Regions from separate parts of the Mus musculus genome. Here region 1 is linked to region 2. Evidence: chromatin contacts called from public promoter capture Hi-C data. All regions are on one chromosome and are shown on one strand. Each heading gives the region's core, a stretch centred on a gene start, on an enhancer-like site or on the middle of the called end of the contact. The rest is flanking DNA. Distances are from core to core; before and after follow the strand shown.

Region 1 (4,018 bases), core at 211-2,710, 230 kb after region 2:
CACATATTTATTAAAATACTTTATAATTTAAATAGAGGTTTATGCTCTTCATACAGTGAAGTGATCAGGTCATGAAGTAATCTTATTTATTTACTTTTATTGTGTTGTATATTAACAAGGGATATCTGAGAAGCAAATTCTTTTTCTGCCACTCCTATTTTAGATGTAAAACATTAACATAGTTCTATGCTAAACTGATTACAAACAAAACTCAAAATGTATAACTAAAATAAGGAAGATTCAGAGCAAGGGAAACCGTAACAGAGGCCACCAGAGGCAGTGGTTGCAAGAAAGTGCTTTCCACTAATGCATTCTGTCAGACTATGTCTTTGTGGAAAGAGTTCTTGAGATTTGCAGAACAAGATCTTAGCCTTACTCTACTGTGATGCTATAGAGTCAAATTGCTTATGCCACTCTCCCCTTCTAATTTTGGTCTTCTGTGATTTTTGGAGTGGTAGTGGGGACTCTTTGAATACCCCTCCTCTCCTACCTGATACTGGGTGTTTTAATTGAGTGTCCTTGAATGAGTTTGGCCGTGACCAGCGAGTTGCATGTTGTGCTTATTCCTTTAGGTAATAGTCTTGCCAGAAGTCCCCATGTGCTTCCTCAGGAGCCTGTGCTTGCTGTCCGTGCTTGTGCTCAGCACTCAGATTCTGTGGCCATCCCTGCCTTAAACACCAGCAGACACTAAAATCTCCATTTAACTACATTTTACTGGGTTTCTTCCCCTTGAAGCTGGCTGGTCCTTTCCAAATACATTGTTTTACATGAGCTAAGCATTTATTGTTTGATTTTCTCTTTGACCTTTGATTGTTTCTGTTACCAAGTGGCTGACTAATAGTTAGAGAGCCACATGAATAAGGCAAATAATTTCTCCTGGGTTTAATAATTAATAACGAGCTGACATCACAAAAGTTCATGGTTAAGGCTCATTGCTCATTACAATATTGTGGTGGTAGAAGTTTTTAAATTTTAACTTGTATAAAAAGTCTATTGCTCTTTTGTCCCCACACTAGGTGTTAGGAGTGGATAAATGATGTGCACTGCCCTGAGCCCCAAGGTTCGCAGCGGACCTGGCCTGTCTGATATGCATCAGTACAGCCAGTGGCTGGCCAGCAGACATGAAGCTAATTTGCTGCCGATGAAAGAAGACTTGGCCTTGTGGTTAACCAATCTATTAGGTAAGGTTATAAGATATCACTTTGTGAGCAAAGATAACAGTGTCTTGTGTATTTTACCTCCTCTGAGAGTGTCCTTCTCCCAAGCATGTGATCATACCTGGAAAAGAAAGACCTTCTTTATTAGGATTTTTTTCATCTGGGAAATTGAAGCCTGTGGAAATTTAAATGAATTTCCCAGTGCCTCTCACGTTAGCTGTGTTTCATATCCCTGCGTCCTGCACTGGAATGTGGAAACCTGCGGTCAAGTTGCTTATACCGTTCCTGCTCTGGTCTGATTTATTTCTGACTCACGGGCTTGCAGCTGACCACTTTGACCTGTGCTTTGGTTCAAGCTGCAGGCTCTGTGACATCTGCTTCTAAAATTGCCTTTTCTTGCCCTACTTTTACATCACGCCTTCCAAAGCTGCTGAATTCAGGGACTCAGGGACAATACCTATGCCTTGTCCAAGCGGACTGACTGGAGTAATTTACTTTGGAACTAAATTCCATTTTTTTAAAAAATATCCATTTTGGAAAAGCATCATTGTTGAGAAAATGATACTGCATGCTAATGGTGTCCTTTCTTTTGTCTGATGAATTTCAAGGATCAAAGTGCAACAATGAAGGGTACAAATTTGTACAATTAAAGGCTCACCATATATTTAGCCATAGCATCCCCAGTACCAGATTTCCCCGAGAAGAGTGAGCCACAACTTTAGGACCTTATAGTTTTCAGGATGTAGGATTGAACTGTGGAACAAGCAGAGTGTGAGTGGTACTTTGTGGTGGGCAGAGAGGATGCACCTACACTATTTTATTACTGCAGCAATGCTGCAAGCTGCAGGCTTCACTTTCTAGCTAGGAAGATGGGGCTACGTGCTGCATTCCTCTGGCTAAAACCTAGCAGAGGCTAAGAATGCAGAGGCTAAGAATCCATTTGCCTCTTGCAGTTTTTCTCTGCTTCCTGGCTTTTATACTTATATGCTATATTTAAAAGTCTTTGTCTGTGGTGAAGTACTTGCTCTTTTCTTCATCATAAACACCCCATCTTGACTAACTTTGTGGTTTAACCAAAACTACTAAGTGTCGATATAGAAAATATACCCTTCAGAAAGATTTTCAGAACCCCTTTGCCCCAAGCAAGGTCCTCCACCCCACGGTGGGACTGTCTCTAAAAGAATGAAGAGACTTGTATTAGGTAGTACTTCACTATTAACTTCATCAAACAGGCAGTTATTGCCTCCCTTGCTTTTGACCTTCCAGGGCTAACTAATGATTATTATTAATGCCTAGCCATCCGCTACAGATACAAGTTGCCATTGGAATTGTGTTACAGAAATTGAGAACACAAGCTCTAGCACTTTGTATAGTTCCTGGATCTTAGTTATTATTATTATTTAAGTTGCTGTTCTATTTATAAAGTCCAGTGAAATTGTTAATTAAAAAAAAAAGACTTGTTGGGGGCTAAATCATACACAGACTTGAAAAAAATTGTGCTGATTATAATCAGTAGTGTGATCAACAAAGGGCCATGGAGATGGTAGGATAGGAGGAATGGGGGTGAGTACAGTGTAGCCCGATTATACAGGCGTGACCCAGTGTTGGGTGACTAGGTCATCAAAGTGTTCTGTTTAACCAATGTGATCATTCTCAGAGTGGCTTGATCAGTGTGAGCAGGCCAATACAGCCTCAAAGAACAGAGTCAGTGTGTGCAATGGAAAGATCCTTGGATTAGAAATCAGGAGACCTGGCTCCTTTCCGGGCATCAGGAGACCTGGCTTCAGCTTCTGGCCGTCCCACTGGTCGGAAACATGCCCAAAGTCCCTCAGCTATCTGTTCTGGGCTTGGTGTCCTCAACCATAACTGAAAGAGTTGGAGATATTCTTTAATATCCTTTCCAGCTCCTAACATCTACGTTTCCAAGAAATCTGATTCTGGAGCGTTTGTTTGGGCAGTTTAGGTCAACAAAGGACATATCTAAACAGAGTAAATATATAATGGATAATGTTTTTAAAAGAAGCAGATTATCTTGTTAAATATTTATTAGTAGTTGTAGTGAATGAAATTGATAGTTTATGTAATTTTCCAGGCAAGGGTTTCTAAAGGGATTAAAAAATGTAGTTATTGAGTATTATCTTTCAGTGGACTAGAAGTCACCCCAGGTAGACAGAGGAAACCTCAAGGAAACACTATTATTATTATTATAATTTGGAAAGGGGTCTAAACACTTGAAACTGTATAAAATGTTAAAACATATAGAGATAGGAAAATAAACATGTTTTGAATAATAATGAGAAATGAAGACATGAATGGTTTTGTTAATAATGAGAAATGAAGACATGAATGGCTTTGTTGGAAGGTGGCTCTCATTCATGTAGTAGCAACTCCCAGTGTGCACTTGCTTTGAGAGTGAAAATGTGAAGTGACCTTACTGTGGAGGGAGCACTCAGAGGGTTAGTGCACTTACTGCTTTAGCAGAGGACATGAGCTTGCTTCTCAGCACTCACATTAGGCAGCTTACACCCATCTATCATTCCAGTTCTAGGGGATATCTTGTCTTCTTTTGGCCTTTGTGGGCAGCACACACACATGGTACACATAAACTCATACAAGCACGCACACACACACACACACACACACACACACACACACACACACAGAGAGAGAGAGAGAGAGAGAGAGAGAGAGAGAGAGAATAACTAAATGTTTTAAAATCATTTTTTTACCATCTGAGTAATATTCACATATTTTATTGAATAGTACTGTCTCTCAGATCTTAGTTTCTATGTGCTTATACCATAGAACTGTCCTGGTGACAATCTCCATGTTGGAATGCTAAGCTTTCACATTCTTGTTCT
Region 2 (4,412 bases), core at 806-3,305:
TTCTTGTTTGGATCATTTTATCATGTCAGGGACACCTTGAAACACCGGTTGAGGTTATTTTAGAAGATTATCTCTTTAGCAGGTATATCTTGGTCTTTAAGATAAGATGATCAAGAAAGTATTTGTAACTATGAGAAATAGTTTGAGGTTTAAAATATTAAACTGTAGGAGGTTTAAATTGTAAAGGTGTTATTATCACAGCAATTTTCTCTAGGTACATTTTAGGTTTGTTTTGAAAATACTCAAATGGAAATAGCTGGTAATGATGTCCTAGGCTGTACTCAGCACCATGGGACTACTTCAGGAACTTGTACCTCAGTGTCATAAAATATACTGATCTTCACTAACTGTCAAGGGAATTCATGGGGAGATGATGGCTTAGCTGACTTCAGAGAGGTGGGCAATAACCTGTTCTTATTTTCTTTTTCTTTTCCAAGTACATTGAACTTTCAACACTTTAGATATCACAAAGCCACTCATTTGGCAGTATTTTGCTGATGGTTGGGGGAAGCTGTTTTAAGCTCTTAGAACTTAGAACACATGGTTTTGGAATTTATTTTCTAAGTACATGAATTTTCATATTTAAAAAAAACTAGACTAAATCAGAGGGATAGATTGGTATTTTGTTTCTTCTTTTAATGATTATTCACACACATAAGATTAACTGGGGTGCTGCAGCTACCAATTAATTATTTTATACTAGTATCCCATTCTATGAGCATGAAAATAGATAGTATTAATTTAAGTCAGAAAATGCTGAAACAGAGTAACTCTCTTTTGGGGCTTTCAGAAATTTAAGACCCCATGGAGGAAGTTTTTCACATCCATGCCCGTCTACGCGATAATTGTTGCCAACTTCTGCAGGAGCTGGACTTTTTATTTACTGCTCATCAGTCAGCCAGCTTATTTTGAGGAGGTTTTTGGATTTGAAATCAGCAAGGTATGTACAAATTCACCTTATTACAATATTAGATAATATTTGTACTTAAGTGAATAATCCTTTCTTTAGCCAAAAGTTTGTCTTCTAAACTTCATAATTTACTGCCAGGAAGGGTGTGTGTGTGTGTGTGTGTGTGTGTCCACATCCTACTCTATTTTGTTACAACTAGAAGTCTCTGCCTTCATGTAGCTTCCATTTCGAAGGGTCTGAACATCAATGCAGGATTTTCCCCACAAACAAATGTAACAGCCGTTAGTCTGAGGCAAGCAATCTGCTAACAAGAAAGGTCACCCATCCTAACGGAACTGTGTTTAGGTTACTACCAACCTCCTCTCCTTACATGTTCGCAGAGATCAGTCCAATTGAAAGATATACCTAGCAAATCCAAAGTCTGAAAATGTCCTTGTACTTTGTTCATCAAATTTACTCTAACAAGCATTCGCTGAGTCTATTATAGGACACTGTGTTATTCAATAGTAAAACAGAACTTCTCTCCCGAAATGCTTACAGCTTTGTAGTAGCAGACAGAACTCTTGTGTTACCAATTCACACGCACAAGGTGTGAGAGGCATATGTTAAATAGACACAAAAATAAAAAACATTTCCAGATTTTCTATAAGGAGAACTTGACTTTAATTACTCCTTTTGTATTAGAACTTGGAATGCTGGAAGTTTTATTTTTTTTCATATTCATGAATAATTTCATCTGGTAGACCAGATGGATAGTTATCATCATTTGTGTTCAGCTGATGGTAAAATAGAACTGAGGGTAATTATTGAAATCACCTAATGCTATCCTAACTATACTAACTAAGCTCAGGACATAGATTCATCATTTCTGCTTCAATTTCCATTAGTGTCATACATCAGGTGACCTGTATATCTCCTCACACACTTAGCAGCTCCGAGCTCTCTGCTGAGTCTCAAATCCATTTATCTTTGCTGGCAATAGTCTTGCCAGCTCTCCTTGTGTTGTTACATAAGTCCAGCTGGGCTTGGGCTGTTCATATTGTGTCTCTACTTGAAAGGCTATCTGAGAGCTAGGCTAGAGAAAGCCTGAGCCTGGCAGTTGCTGGCCTAAGAGCTCTTTTGAAGCGGCTGTTTCTAAGGAAACAGTTCCTCTCTCCCTGAGCAGAATAGCGGCTGTAGACCGGCCTCTTCTCCCTGGAGCTGATCAAACATTACAGGGCAGCCTGGAGACCTCTGAGAGTATCACACCTCTCAACAAAGACGGTTGGAGGTGTGAGTCCATTTTCATAATCTAGGACAAATGTGACACACAAAGGCTATTAATAAAGCCAGGACTTGTTGGGGTAGGGAGAGGTGCCAACGGATGATAATGAAGTGATCTTCCTGGGCTTGTGTCTCCAATTAACTGAAAACGTTAAATAAATTCTGGGGTAGTTTGCAAAAACTGTATGACCTTACACATGGGTGGATTAATTCACTTGCTATTATAAAGTGAAAATTGTGGATACATTCTACATGCAGTGTGGACTGAAGATTTTGATTATGCTGATCCAAATTGTTTCAAATTCTCCAACTTACCTGAAAAAATTTTGGAGGAGGGCATGGTAGGAAATTCGGGTGTGTCTAAGTCATGTGGCTTTGAACCTAAGCTTTATAATGAAGTATTAGCCTACAACTTAGGGTTGATTTTTGAATAATTATCCCTCTTCGATTTCTTATTAATAGGTGAGAACTGTAATACTATCATTTAGAAGTGAATCAGATATTATACAAATAAAATTTTTACATTGAAGGTGGCTTACCAAAACTTCATTAAGCTAGATATCGTATAGATAGAACCACAAGGAAACACCTTAATCTTTATGCCAAGTGTGCTTATGTAGCACATGAACACACACACACACACGCGCGCGCGCACACACACACACACACACACACACACACACAGAGTTATATATAGGACCTAATGTATGCATACTGAGAAGTGAACTATATTAGTTCTCTCTCTCTCTCTCTCTCTCTCTCTCTCTCTCTCTCTCTCTCTCTCTCTCTCTGTGTGTGTGTGTGTGTGTGTGTGTGTGTGTTTCCCTATGTTAGTATGTAAAGACTTTCAGCTCCTTTGAGAATGGCAAATCAGGGCAAATTCAATTCTAGGAATTTAATGAGCACCTTTAAACCTCAGAATATAGGGTTTAAAATGAGAGGAGACATTTGTTTCCTTTGAGATCCTTAGTTAGAGAGACTATGCTTCATGCTCTGCCTCCTGACAGTTTCAAAACGTGGTTTAGATAGAGTTGCCATTCAACTGTGACATACTAGAGGGATAACTAGTGTCACTGAACCTGGCATTACTAAGAAGAATGGGTTATAGATTCTTAATAGCCAGCTCATCCTCCAAAAGCTTTAAAAACAATGAGCCAAATAAAGACGATCCTAGAGGGATGGGTTAGTCAGATAATGTGTGCACTAATTATTCATAATAAGTTACCGGAGCTGAAAAGACCTACACAAGGACAATTTCCAGGAAATTTTGCCTAAGAAGATAGAAGATTCCATACTTCCAAGTGCTGAAGCAGGGACCAAAATGTACCTGTTAGCATTGCTGTTACTGATCCTGATGAAAGAGTAATAAAGAACTTATTATCTTTGCTCTTTGCTGACACAAAGTGATAAAGAGATTCATTCAAATGAATAGTAGGTAGATGGGGCTGCCCAGGGTAAGACTTTTTTCAGATAGAAAACACTTTAAGTGGGCACAGGAAATGTCACTCCCAAGCAAGGAGTCGGTGTTTGCAAAATGAAAGGATGGCATGGGAGTCTGGGAAAAACTTTACATGTGTTTCAGGATGTGTTCTCCTCAGCATCTTCCAGATTCACATTGAATTTTGATGGATATCTACTATGATCAAGATGGTATTCTCAAACCAATAATACTTGGCATGTACCCAGTTTGCCTTATATTTTTATTTATGTCCTATTTACTAAATATCCACTTATAAGCAAATAAGCACATTCACACACAGTATCCTATGTAAAACTCCTTTTCTTTTTTTTTTTGTGGAAAGGTTTCTAAAAAACACAATTTTATTCAGATCTTAATGAAACTATATGTGAATATATTATAAACAGAGGAAGTTAGCAAAACTGAAGTAATATTACACAGTATAATAATATTGTTTATCTTCTGCCATTCAACAATATACACTATACAGTATCACTTGTTTCAATACTCATTTGCTTCCCTTTAAGTAGGCCTGATGCCAATTTATTGCTCATGAAAAAGACATTGCTATTCATACTCTATCTGTAGTTTTCTTGAGTGAAATCTCCTTTTCTTTCTTAGGTGGTGGCATAGTTTTTAAGCACCCATGCTACGAGCTCAGTCTTTAAGTGTTGACTGAACTGTTTAAAACTTGTGCTTTTCAATCTCACCTTCCTCATTCAATAATAGAATCCCAGAAACTTCCACCCCAGCTAGAAGAATGAACTCATCAGTTGAAAC

What was found. Capture Hi-C pulls out chosen DNA fragments and counts their contacts.
Region 1: a promoter capture Hi-C map of pancreatic islet shows a contact between it and region 2. The contact joins two enhancer-like sites. A contact is called at or near these places in 2 of 9 other capture datasets (adipose tissue and pancreatic islet).

The regions. Positions count from the first base shown.
Region 1 is chr7:51,886,896-51,890,913 of GRCm38.p6, forward strand. Gas2 (growth arrest specific 2) reads left to right here. Exons shown (of 8, transcript NM_008087.3): 2 at 1,017-1,181. The coding sequence starts at 1,034. Among named protein-coding and RNA genes, the nearest start is that of Gas2, 9.9 kb to the left of the region's middle. Within about 2 kb of position 1,461, at least 34 of the 459 cell types and tissues checked have an H3K27ac peak or open chromatin away from gene starts, as enhancers often do. A contact at or near this core is called in pancreatic islet, where this site is marked.
Region 2 is chr7:51,660,641-51,665,052 of GRCm38.p6, forward strand. It overlaps Slc17a6 (solute carrier family 17 (sodium-dependent inorganic phosphate cotransporter), member 6), which reads left to right. Exons shown (of 12, transcript NM_080853.3): 8 at 791-940. Among named protein-coding and RNA genes, the nearest start is that of Gm33136, 38 kb to the left of the region's middle. Within about 2 kb of position 2,056, at least 17 of the 459 cell types and tissues checked have an H3K27ac peak or open chromatin away from gene starts, as enhancers often do. A contact at or near this core is called in pancreatic islet, where this site is marked.